Linked DNA regions of Arachis hypogaea: region 1 is linked to region 2. A link is a contact called in public Hi-C data. All regions are on one chromosome and are shown on one strand. The core of a region is the stretch at or near the end of the contact, and the rest is flanking DNA. Distances in the headings are between cores, read along the strand shown. Region 1 has its middle 6.6 kb from the start of LOC112772592. Region 2 has its middle 34 kb from the start of LOC112773129.

What was found. A called contact is a pair of places that touch in the nucleus more often than the background predicts.
Region 1: a contact with region 2 is called in a Hi-C map of an unstated tissue, with 3 times the contacts expected there. The contact joins two enhancer-like sites. A contact is called at or near these places in 3 of 8 Hi-C or Micro-C datasets (leaf and an unstated tissue).

What each region holds. Positions count from the first base shown.
Region 1 is chr18:32,450,921-32,457,225 of arahy.Tifrunner.gnm2.J5K5, reverse strand. It overlaps the pseudogene LOC112771334. Among protein-coding and RNA genes, the nearest start is that of LOC112772592, 6.6 kb to the left of the region's middle. Within about 2 kb of position 3,910, at least 3 of the 3 cell types and tissues checked have open chromatin away from gene starts, as enhancers often do.
Region 2 is chr18:32,248,802-32,254,947 of arahy.Tifrunner.gnm2.J5K5, reverse strand. No RefSeq gene overlaps it. Among protein-coding and RNA genes, the nearest start is that of LOC112773129, 34 kb to the right of the region's middle. Within about 2 kb of position 3,502, at least 1 of the 3 cell types and tissues checked has open chromatin away from gene starts, as enhancers often do.

The DNA.
Region 1 (6,305 bases), core at 2,661-5,160, 200 kb before region 2:
GACCAAAACTGAATGCAGCTGAACAACAATTTGCCTGGTTTTGACACTTTCAGCTTTCAAATTTATGTTTTTTTTACCAAAGATAGGTAGACTCAAATCCGCGATCTCTTATATGAGTATAGGGAGACTAATTATATAATATATATTTTATGCTGGATCTAATTATATATTTTAGATACACTTTTTTAAAAGGTAGCTACTTCCACGAAGAGATGATGTTGTAAACCATTAGATGATTTAGTCAAATATGTCAAATCATTTAATAGTTCGCAATATCATTTTCATATAAAGATGACTTTATTGAAATAATCACTATTTAAAATTTCCTTTTGATAAGTGATTTATAAATATTCGTATTCAAACACCTGAAGAGCTTAGGGTTAGTGTTCAGATCTTGATAGGATACACAATGTTGAATTTACTTGAAACTTCTATGAAAAAAACTGCAAATTTTGCTTGATTTCCGTTACAAACATGGAAATAAATTTGCTAGTTGCTATGACCAATTTTGTTGGGGAGCGGGGGGTTGGGGGGAAGAAAGAAAAAGGACAAAAGCTACTTCTAAAATGCTTTGCCTGTCCATGTTTCCAATATTTGGTGCTTCGAAGGCTTCAATCAAACTCCTCCAAACCTGTCATTCAGCATGTGGGAAAAAGGTTAAATCCCCTAAACAACTTAAATCCCTTCCATACCTTTTCCTCGATGATGGTGGGATAAGATAATCATAATGGCCCTATGCTTGTTAATTGTTATCCTGTATATCAGTATATGTACTAGTGAATGAGCCCGTACGATGCACGGAAATAAACAATTTGGACTTAATGATACAATAATTTATTATTACTTTTCATAAAAACTGAATTAAAAAAAGAATGCTTCAACATAATAATATACGAATGCTCCTATCTTGAAGACTTGAACTAAATTTGCATTCATGAAGATACTTAGTCTAAATCTTAACAGAACTATCTGAACATGTGTCACCAAAAAATCTTACAGGTCTGGGTGTTGTAAAACAAAAACTCACCAATGTGTCGTTCATCCCTTAAAGAATGTACTATTTCTATACTTGGTACTTGGTAGGAAAAAAAAATAGAATTTACACTAAAAATTTGCATTGATAAGTGCTACATAACACACTGGTTCATTGTGCTTTTCCACCTTGAAGATACACACATCATTTTCATTGTGCCAAAGAAGGATCCTCTTCCGTGCAACTTCACAGGCTTCTTCATTTGTCATCACATCCCATAAACCATCACTAGCTAGAATAAGGCACTCGTCATGTTTCTCCCGTTGCACAAACTTCACTTTCGGTTCTGGAATAATACATGGTTTCAAGTACCTATCACCTATTGGAGAAGAACTAAGATGATTAAACTAATTGCAAGGAACTAAAATGCTATATTTTTTTAGCAAAAAAGAAATACTTTTTCGTAGTGTCCTATACAAAGGCTGTACCATTTTATTCATTTTACTAGAAACCATAACCCTTATCAAGAAAAAGTTTACAGTAACTAGCATCACTTCAAATCCAACTACATTGACATAAATATGCTGCAGAGATGCCAAAGGCAGATACATACCTATGGATTTTGACATTGCCAAAACGCCAAGAACTCGGTACCCTTGCCAATGTATGACCCTTCCTACTGCAGCTTCTATCCTTGCCCACTCATCCTCCCTATTTGGCTGCAAACATGAAGTAAAGTCTCCTCTATCAGATGGCTCCAATTTTTAACTCATGAAAAACATTGTGAAAATAGAAAGAAGTGCCTTACTTTGTGGTCAGCAGACAATGGAATGCCTTGTTTTCCGCGATACACGACGGCTCTTGAATTCCAACAATTTGTGACTATTATGTGTGATTGACTCAATATGGCAACCACTGCAGTGGAGCCAGCAGTCTCAGGAGCAATTGGTTCGATTGTAGACTCTAGTCCACCACTGTTATTTCTGCCATTACCAACTTGAATTCCTCCAACTTCATCATCTACTTTCTGAAAACAACCTACAAATGCTTTCTTCCAATGGTCTTATAAAGAATCTCCCAGTTCTATTTCTGCCAAACTTGGTTGTGCAGCTTCTATCTCCTCAATCAAAGCTGAATGCAGGCGTTTTCGGCAGTAATTGGCAAGCTACCAACCAAAAAGAATAACAAAATAAAATCCAGTTAGCGTCAGACTTCAATAAAAGTTGTATAATTTTATTTTGTTAGTGATTTTTAACTAATACCTGAAAGCCTCCATGTCCATCATAGACACCGAAAAAGTGGGCCAATGATATTCAGTTGGGGTAGCCACTATATTTGATTGTCACAAATTGAATTGCATGGATAACTGGAAACATCATGTGCATAGAATACATAGTGGACATGTAAATTATACAGGAGTTAAAGAGTGATGGCATTAGTTGGATTGTAGTGCAGTGGGAAATCAAGCACAGCAATAATCTGCATTTCAGCTAAATTTCAAAAGAGAAAAGAAACAAAATGCTGAAGACCTACATATCACATTCTCGATGACATATAAAGCTTCCAAGAAAAATGATCATCATAATTTTGTGACCACAAAATATCAACTGAATGAAGGGTTAATAACTCAAAACAAAACAAATAAAAAAACAGAAAGATGAGTTTAGTTATATTTATAGGTCTATGATTATTGGTTTTGCATAGATTAAAATAGAACAACCAACTAACCATAAAGTTATGACATATTGCCTCCATAGGAAGAATTATATTAAAATTGAAAACAAATTTTGGTTTTGCTAATAGAGGACAACAGAAATTAAAATACCAATAATATCACACTATCACAAAAAATTAATGTAATCTGATACTATATGCATTTAGATTTGGAATTGAATCCTAAACGAAGACAAAATGCATAAAGCACAAATCAAGAGGGCAGAATAGATTATTTGTTTTTTAAAAAAATAAGTTAAAAAGAATATCTTGCCAAACCATATATCCTAGAGGAAGAACCAAACATAACAAAGGAACAAAAAAGATAATGAAGGACCTTAATTATTTTTCTTTTTCTTTTTTTTTTTTAAATTCAATCCAGCTAAAACATTACTGATGAACACCGAAACACTAAATCACATCGATTACAATCAAACAACAAACAATTAAAACAAAAAAAAAAAGAAATAAATTAAAGTAAATAATAAATTTAAGCAATTAAAATTGGTTCCTAGAATTAAACAATGTAAAAATTAACTCAGAAGGCAGAATATATACAACAATCATACAAAAATTAACTCAGAATATGTAAAAATTAACAAGAAAAAATTTGGCCATGATCCCCAATTTAAATTTGAAATTTCTTGAAGTAATTAGATTCTTGTAGTGTTTATGAAGAAGGGCCACGACATGCATGATTGCAGAAACAGGAACGAAAAAATTTTAAATTTGACCATGATCCCCAATTTACATTTGAAAGTTCAATAGGCGCACACCTTCAGATTAGAAATGGTTCTTAATTGAGATTTGATTACACAATTGTTGAAGCAAGCAAACCCTATAATAATTACATGAGCAAAAGTTAACAAAATAAAATAAAATTAATTGAAAAGCTGAAGAACTCACTGCGGCAGAGAGGGTAGAGAAGGATCGCGATGACAAGAAAAGGAATTATCATCGAAGAACTCACCGAGCAGTCGACGACAAGAAAAGGATCGCGACGGGAAATCGAAGAGCGCCGGCAAAAAACGAACGTGCTCGTGGGTTCTGTGCACGTGAGTGACGCTAATGGGAGAAGTGGGATGCTCGGTTGAGGCTAGTCCGGCTGCGACGGCAGCCTCTGGCTGACGGAGAGTAGCTCGGCGATGGAAAAGCGGGATGTTGCTCTGCTCTAATAGGGTTTAGGGTTGGGTTTGTGAGAGAAAGAAGGGAGAGGGGGACGGTGCCCTTTGTTTTCGAACAAAACGACGCCGTTGTTTATGCTTTAGCGAACTGGGCCTTAAAAAACCCGACCGGTTTGACCGATTGTTCAGTTAACCATCGATTTAGTCGATTTTTTACCCGAGTTTTTGCACAACGGTTTTGTGTTCTCTTTCCTTTGGAATTTCTGTTTGTTCTATTCCATCTCTTTTTCACCAAATAATAACTAGTTATCACAAATCACACTGCACTACTGTCAAAATTTCCTCCCTATTTTCTTCAAACCTGTCATTTAATTTTACAACAAAATATCCAGAATTAAGCCTTTTTTTAGTTTATTATATAAATAATTATGTTGGAACTATGCTTAATAAATGGATGAAATGAGAAAAAAAATTATTTCTTTGTCAAAATATGCTAATCAAACTCTTAATTTATGTGTAATTAATTATCATCTAATTTTGTAAAATCATGCGTATAATTTTTAGTTATAATGTGTTGTGTAAGGATTGTGTGTCATTCTTTGTTCATGATAGATTATATTATTATGGTGAATGTTATATTATGTGAGTTAAGTAAATTTTTTATATGTCTCTTAAAATGACTCAACAGTAATTTCTAATATATAACTAAATATCGTATAAACTAACTCCACCAAGTTTATTAAAGATGTATTTCGAGGATAGGATACTAATAAAAGAATGACCTAAACTAAAAAAATGGCTAACAAAATATGACGTGCAGTGTCTCAGCAAATATAAAATGCGCTGAATTTCAAAAAATAATTCTTCAATTTTTTTGTAATCGTGACTGTTTTTTTAGCATATCTTTCATATATGCATGTGCTTTATCCATAATTTCTGACTTCTTCATATTGAATTCCTTACTCACTAAGTCAATCGCTAGCCTCATCCTATCATTGTCATATACCTAGTAATTTTAAAAAGCACGAAGCAATTTGAATAATATATATATTTAGATATATATAGCATTTTTCTCTAATAATTATACACAATTTAGAACATGAACTAGATCGGTCACCGTGATGCCAAAATTATCAGTCCACTGGTGCACGAATTGTAAATCACACTTTTCACAACTCGTACCACTAACCAGCAAGTGCACTGGGTCGTCCAAGTAATACCTTACGTGAGTAAGAGTCGATCCCACGGAGATTATCGGCTTGAAGCAAGCTATGATTATTTTGTAATTCTTAGTCAGGAAATCAATGATAAGAGTGATTATATTTATGAAGAGTAAAAAGCATAAATTAAATAGTACTTGTTATGCAGTAATGGAGAACAGATTGAGGTTTTGGAGATGCTCTGTCTTCTGAATCTCTACTTTTCTACTGTCTTCTTCTTCTCGCACGCAAGTCTCCTTCCATGGCAAGCTGTATGTTGGTGGATCACCGTTGTCAATGGCTACCATCCATCCTCTCAGTAAAAATGGTCCAAATGCGCTGTCACCGCACGGCTAATCATCTATCGGTTCTCACTCATGTTGGAATAGGATCCATTGATCCTTTTGCGTCTGTCACTACGCCCAGCACTCGTGAGTTTGAAGCTCGTCACAGTCATCCCATCCCAGATCCTACTCGGAATACCACAGACAAGGTTTAGACTTTCCGGATCTCTGGAATGGTCGCCAATAGTCCTAGCCTATACCACGAAGACTCTGATCATGAACCGAGAGGCTAAGAGATACACACTCAATTTAAGGTAGAACAGAAGTGGTTGTCAGCCACGCGTTCATAGGTTGAGAATGATGATGAGTGTCACGGATCATCACATTCATCATAGTTAAGTACAAGCGAGTATCTTAGAACAGAAACAAGCGTGATTGAATAGAAAACAGAAGTAATTACATTAATTCATCGAGACACAGCAGAGCTCCTCACCCCCCAACTATGGAGTTTAGAGACTCATGTCGTAGAGATACAATGTAAAACGTGAAAATGTCATAAGGTCCAAAATAAATCTCCAAAAGTTGTTTAAATACTAAACTAGTAACCTAGGTTTACAGAAAATGAGTAAACTATGATAGATAGTGCAGAAATCCACTTCCAGGGCCCACTTGGTGTTTGCTGAGGCTGAGACTTGAGCTTTACACGTGCCTAGGCTGTTTCTGGAGTTAAATGCCAGGTTGTAACATGTTTTGGGCGTTTAACTCCAACTTGTAACCTGTTTCTGGCGTTTAACGCCAGAATAGGGCAGAGAACTGGCGTTGAACGCCAGTTTGCGTCATCTAAACTCGGGCAAAGTATAAACTATTATATATTGCTGGAAATCCCTGGATGTCTACTTTCCAACGCAATTGAGAGCGCGCCATTTGGACTTCTGTAGCTCCAGAAAATCCACTTTGAGTGTAGGGAGGTCAGAATCCAACAGCATCTGCAGTCCTTTTTCAGCCTCTGAAT
Region 2 (6,146 bases), core at 2,253-4,752:
CTCCAATAATCATAAATTCCAAGCTATATACAATTAATTCATCTTAATTAATACCTAGGATTTATTAAAATCATAAATCTATAAGGATTTAGGGCATTCTTACCTTATCCAATAGCTTTGGAGGTAAAACCCAATAATACTTCAATGCTACAACACCCCTAAACAATCAAAATCACAATCTATTCAATATCAAAACCTAAATTTTCGAAATTCTTATGACTGAGAACTGGGCAGAAATTTTCAAAAATCTTACCACTTTGGTTAGATGAAATTAACGGGCTCGGCAAGAGTTTCGCGTGGCCGCAAATTGTTCACGAATCGGAGCATCGTAGCTCAAGTTATGAGTGAAAGAGTGAGGAAGTGAATAGTGTTTTGTTCTTCTTCTCCCTTCACCCTTACCAGCTGCTAGATTTCAATTTTGTGAAGTTATGGGGCTGAAATGGCCTCACTAAAGGTTATATATGTGTTAGACTTGGGCCCAACTTAGGCCCGGTCCAACCCGTTAGCATTTTTGGTCCGTTTGGTCCAACTTTGGGTCAAACCTTTAGAATTAGTGCTCGGTTTTCAATTCTAAATATTTTCCTAAGATTTCTACTGCTTTTATTATTATCACGCAGTACCGATCAGACTTAAGCCGGTACTTCCGACTAACTTATCAGTACAAGTTTTTACGCAATTTTTCGCAGAAAATTATATTTTCCAACTCAGAAAAATCTACTGAGTCTAAATATCATATTTAAATTTTCTAATTAACATTCTAAATTTTTTTATTCTATTTTGGGTAATTAAATTATTTTAATCAAGCGGTTAATTAATTACGATTCTTGCACTGATCGGATGCTTTGCTTTGGTGATCTTGGTGGTAAACTGGGCCATAAACTTTTTGGAGACGTCGTCGAAACTGGCTATCGAACCGTTCGGAAGGCCGTTGAACCATTTAATTGCAAGGCCGGCTAAGGTTACCGGAAAGACCTGCCTCGGATCACACCAGTGGCTCCTTCCAAGTTCATCATGGCCTCGAAGGTCGTTAGGTATTTTTGGGGATCTTTGGTGCCATCATACTCCACACCGATAGGTTTGTCAAAACCTTTAGGAAGTTTGGTTTTCAGGATTTTCTCGATGAACAGAGTAGCTTCCATTATCACGTGCTCGCTCTCGTTCGCTTGGCCTCCCGATGGTTCCTTCGGTCATCCTCGTTGCGTCAGCGCTCCGGATCTCTGGATTCGCTCCGGTCGCGTCGTTTCCCGTGTCGCTCTTCGGGGGACCGGTCATTTCTGGTTTCTCGATGCGACCGAGTTCTGGAGGTTGCTTGGCTTGCGTGTTCGGGATGATATCACTCCTTGGAAGTAACTCGACCTTCGAGATTTTGCACTCTAAGACATAACTCTTGGATTATCTGGATTGCTTTTTCTTCTAGGCTGTTGGGGGCTCGGGCCTCAGTGGGTGGCCGGTTGTCCACCTTCGGTTGCTATCGGACCGGGATCGATTGGCCGTGCACGGTGCTTGTTATCCTACCGTGGATGGGGGGAATGCTATCCTAGAGTTTGGGTGTTGGACTTCGCCGGTCTGAGTCGTAGTGGTGGCTTGAGGATTGCTCTTCGAGATTCTCCGTCATGCCGCCACGAATTGGCTGTCCCCACGGACGGCGCCAATGTATTAGAAGTCTCTAGTACAGGTTATGAGATCGATCGGAGACTTACGAGTCGAGGTGGTCGCCGGATTATCTGGCTAGAGTAATGGGGGGTAGTACCTGCAAAGACACTTCGACGCTCAAATTAGAATAGATTTGAGAAGTATAAAGTGTATAGAATGAATGACGTACCTGAAGGAACCTGTGACTCTTCTGTATATAACTGTTGGTAGTTGACTCATCTTATCTTATCTCGCTAAAATAAAGAAAATATTTGAATTTAAATGTTGGTTAGAGATTGTAAAACTAATTTAGACTGTCATCATCTTATCTTATCTAGATAAAATAAAAAAATATTTAAATTCAAATATTAGATCAAAATACTAAAAATTATTAATCCGTTTTTGGGCCGTAAAATGGCTCAATCTTAAATTTGCCAAGTTAGATTACCACTCCGAGAAAGGACATAGAAATCGAGTCCAGAAAGGTTACATACTGATTTGTCATACACATAATAATTTTTATATCTCGGGGTCTTTTTAAATGCAGAAGCAGAAATATACAATAAAAATGTTAATAAACAAACTCACATTAATTGGGCCGCATATAAATGAGGGGTAGGGACCGTGGGGGGCCAATAACGTCTGGATAATGTTACATATCCAAATAAACTACTATAGTTATTTATATCAGAAAAAAATAGAAAAAATGAAAAATATAAAAGTTAAAATATTTATAAATTTAATATTTTAATATTGTGTTAGATATGTAATTTTCTCATTTTATGTATTTTTACTTTATTTTTTAGTTGTACATACTTTAACTTATTTTTCTAGAAATTGTGAACATAATTAGTTTCAATTAAAAAAAAAAACATTTACTTTCTTGGAAATAAATTTTACAATTTTCACATCATCACGCAGCAACTGAAAAATTACACCATGTGGAAAACGTTGCATGGTTTGTAATCAGTTATTTTGGTACTCAATATCAATAATAGCTGATAGGGATTATTGGGTGATTTGGGAATTTGATTATATATATGTTTTGTTTCCTCGTGGCTCTCATGCAATTTTTTTATTTTATTTCTTTCTTCTATCTTCTCTTTTCTTTTCATTAATTCTATTTCTTCTACGTCTACTCTCTAGTTGTTCCAATAGAAAAAAGGAGAAAGAATATTAAAAAATAAAAATGACATTTTTTATGGTTTGGTTGAAAAAACAAAAAACCAAGAGGTGAAATGTCTGTAGGACTCAACTCCAAATTTTTTTGCCGTCAAGGAACTAAAATTATTAGAAAAAAAATGTTCGAAAATTATTAGAATGTATTGTTTTTTTTTTTTGTTATTAATTATTTGTTAATATTTAAAAGTGTGGACTAAATTATGTTGTTGAATTACTAAATTAAAATAATTGGATTTATGACTAAAAGTGATAATAAAAAATAATAAATTCTAATGACGCTTTAACATTTTTCTTTAGAGAGCTAAATATAACTTAAATGACAATTATGCCTTCTCTCATAACATTTATATGTTATTTTGCTATAAGATTATATATGTCAATTTTAATTTTTTTTTATTATTTTTATTCTCTTATCTATTTTTTTATTTTTTTACTTTTCATTTTCTTTCTCTCAATTTTACCTTTGCAACCAATCAAACTCTTAATAAAGGTTTTATGCAATTCCAAATTCATATACATTCTTTTTCCCACGATATCCTTTAATCCATCGTTTAAGTGTTTATCTCCAACCAATAGATTACTTCATATTTGCATATACAAAGCAAAATTCCACTTAACTAACTACTTGACAATCCAAATTGGTTACTCACATACACTCTTGTATAGTTGCGTGTATTTTTGTCATTTTACTCTCCTTAGCAATCGGCGTTTAGTATGGGCCTAAGAAATTAAAGCCCAAGTCACAGTAATCGGTCAGTGCAAAAAGAGATCCCTGAAAACGGGCTTCTTTTTCTTTTTGGGTCTGCAATAGGCATCTTACAATGATCTGAAGTTTAAATCTTAATATTCCAGAAATAGTCCAGAAATAGTCCAATGATGCGCATATTAAAAAAAAAGAGTGAATATTATAGATTTAGCTGATGGATGTCCAATGATATATACTGGTTAAAAAAAACTAATTTGGATTGATCGAGTGGTCAGCTCACTCGTCCGCTTAAACAAGTGTCGGAGGTTCGAATCCTGCCTTATGCATACAGCAATCCATTGGCCAGCGGCAGACCCTTAAATAAAGTTCAGATCCACGACGGATTAGTTCTTCATCTGTAGGGTTGGGAGATACCATAGACAACCAAATAAAAAAATATATACTCGTTAATAAAGAACATGGTTAAAAATATTAAAAAATTTTTATCACTCAATATATATTCAAAACTTTAAATAGTCAGTTTTCGATCAACTTTTTTTTTCTTTTTTAATTTTCGTATTAAATATTCCATAAAAAAAATACTAGAAACCAATAGAATTTATTATTTTCCGCTAACAGTTAATCAGAAATTTTTAAAAGTGTAAACTAAAAGTAAGTTAGATTACTAAATTAAAAAAATTAAACTGATAACTAAAAATACTGATTAAAAATAATAAATTTTATTAGCCCTTAAATTTTTTTTTCATAAATATTTGTTTGCAAATTTCAAATAAGTATAGAGTAAAAACTCGTCATTCATAAAAATAATTATTGTTCCGCATAAACTATTTTTTAATTGCCAACAATTAATTTTGTGCATATAGCTTTTTTTTTTCTAAAAAAAATTTTAACAAATTTGAAAAACTAATAATGTGAAAAACTAAAACGTATTCGAAAAGGAGAAAGATTAATTAGAGTGTGTACACACAGAATTCCATAATCAAACGAGATATATACACATAAGATTAATCACAAAGCTGTGTGGACTAATCAATTCTGCATGGCTAGCTATAATTCTTTATGCTCTATTACTATTATTTACTAATACAATTATATTATTTATACAAAAGAAATTAACTACTAATCTATCACCACATATAGAAATACATTTTTAATATCTCAAACTTTTTTTTATTAAGAAGGCATTCAGATAAAAAACGTCTAAAACGTTTTTTTTTAAAGATATTTTTTAATAATTAAAATTTAATAAATATAATCAATTAAATCATATTATTTTTGTTAAAATTAAGCCAAACAAATTAATTTGACCGAAAAAATGATGAATCAAATTTTAAATTAGTCTAAATTAATATTATTTTTTATAGAAAATGACTACAATCTCCCTATTATAAAAAATGACTAAAATACTTCTATTATATATATTAATTTTGAAAATTCTAAATTCTAGCCTTTTTCATCTCCGTCGTCATAGGGTTAGAATTTAAAATTTTAAAATATATATATATATATATATATATATATATATATATATATATATATATAATAGAGGTATTTTTGTTAATTTTTTATAATAAAAATATTGTAGTAATTTTTTATTAAAAAAATATTAATTTAAATTTGTTCAAAATTTAATTTATTTGTTTTTTGCCTAAATTAATTTGTCCGATCTAATTTTAATAAAAATAACATAGTTTAATCGGTTATATATGTTAAATTTAAATTATTAAAAAATATCTTTAAAAAAGGATGTTTTTGACATCTTTATTTGAGTAGCTCCCTTTTTATTATACTTGCTTAAACAAGTATAATTATGTAATTAAAAAAATGTGAATATAATTAATTTGGTGGCAATATTTTTTATTCTACACGTACCATTTTTTTTTTTTTTTTGGAATAACATAAAAGCTATAAAGCTCACATTAGTGTATACACAACAGTAGCTTATTGCATTTTGAATTTTGAATTTTTCATAAGTGACCCCGACAACAAAATAATAAAGATGTATGTGAAGTTTAATTTGAACCTTAAATTTGAAGAAAAAGATGTGAATTGAAGTTATGAACATTATTGCAGCATGGATCTTGTTATGTACGAAAGACACGGTTCAATGTTGTTGTTGCGTTGCACGCACCCTTCCCAGACAACTCTACATACCTATCATATCAACAAGGTTTCTATGTATCTCTTAAACGGTGCAATCAAGAGAAATTAATGGCTACCCTTTCACAATTTTCTTCACATTTCACATCATCACACTCAGACCCTACTACCCTTTCACATGCATATATATCATTATTCTTTAATTTTCGTTTCTTGCAATGTTCATGTTTATAAATTTTTTTCCAATGGTGAAAAAAATAAAATAAAAGATAGAATTGAAGTTGTATGTGTTTATGCAAGTTTGAATGAGTCATTGATGTTGATCGTGTTGTTGAAGTAATTCCGAAATGCTTGCTCTAGAAACATCAAGAGGCAAGTAGCCATTTGTATAGAAAAAGAAATTAAATCACTTTTTCTTATTTGAAAGGTCATTATTTCAGGAATGCTATTCCTTCTAGCTAGCTTGGATTCCTCTGTTGAATTCGTAGCTTAGAGATTCCAAAGCAACATTATATATGTGACTACT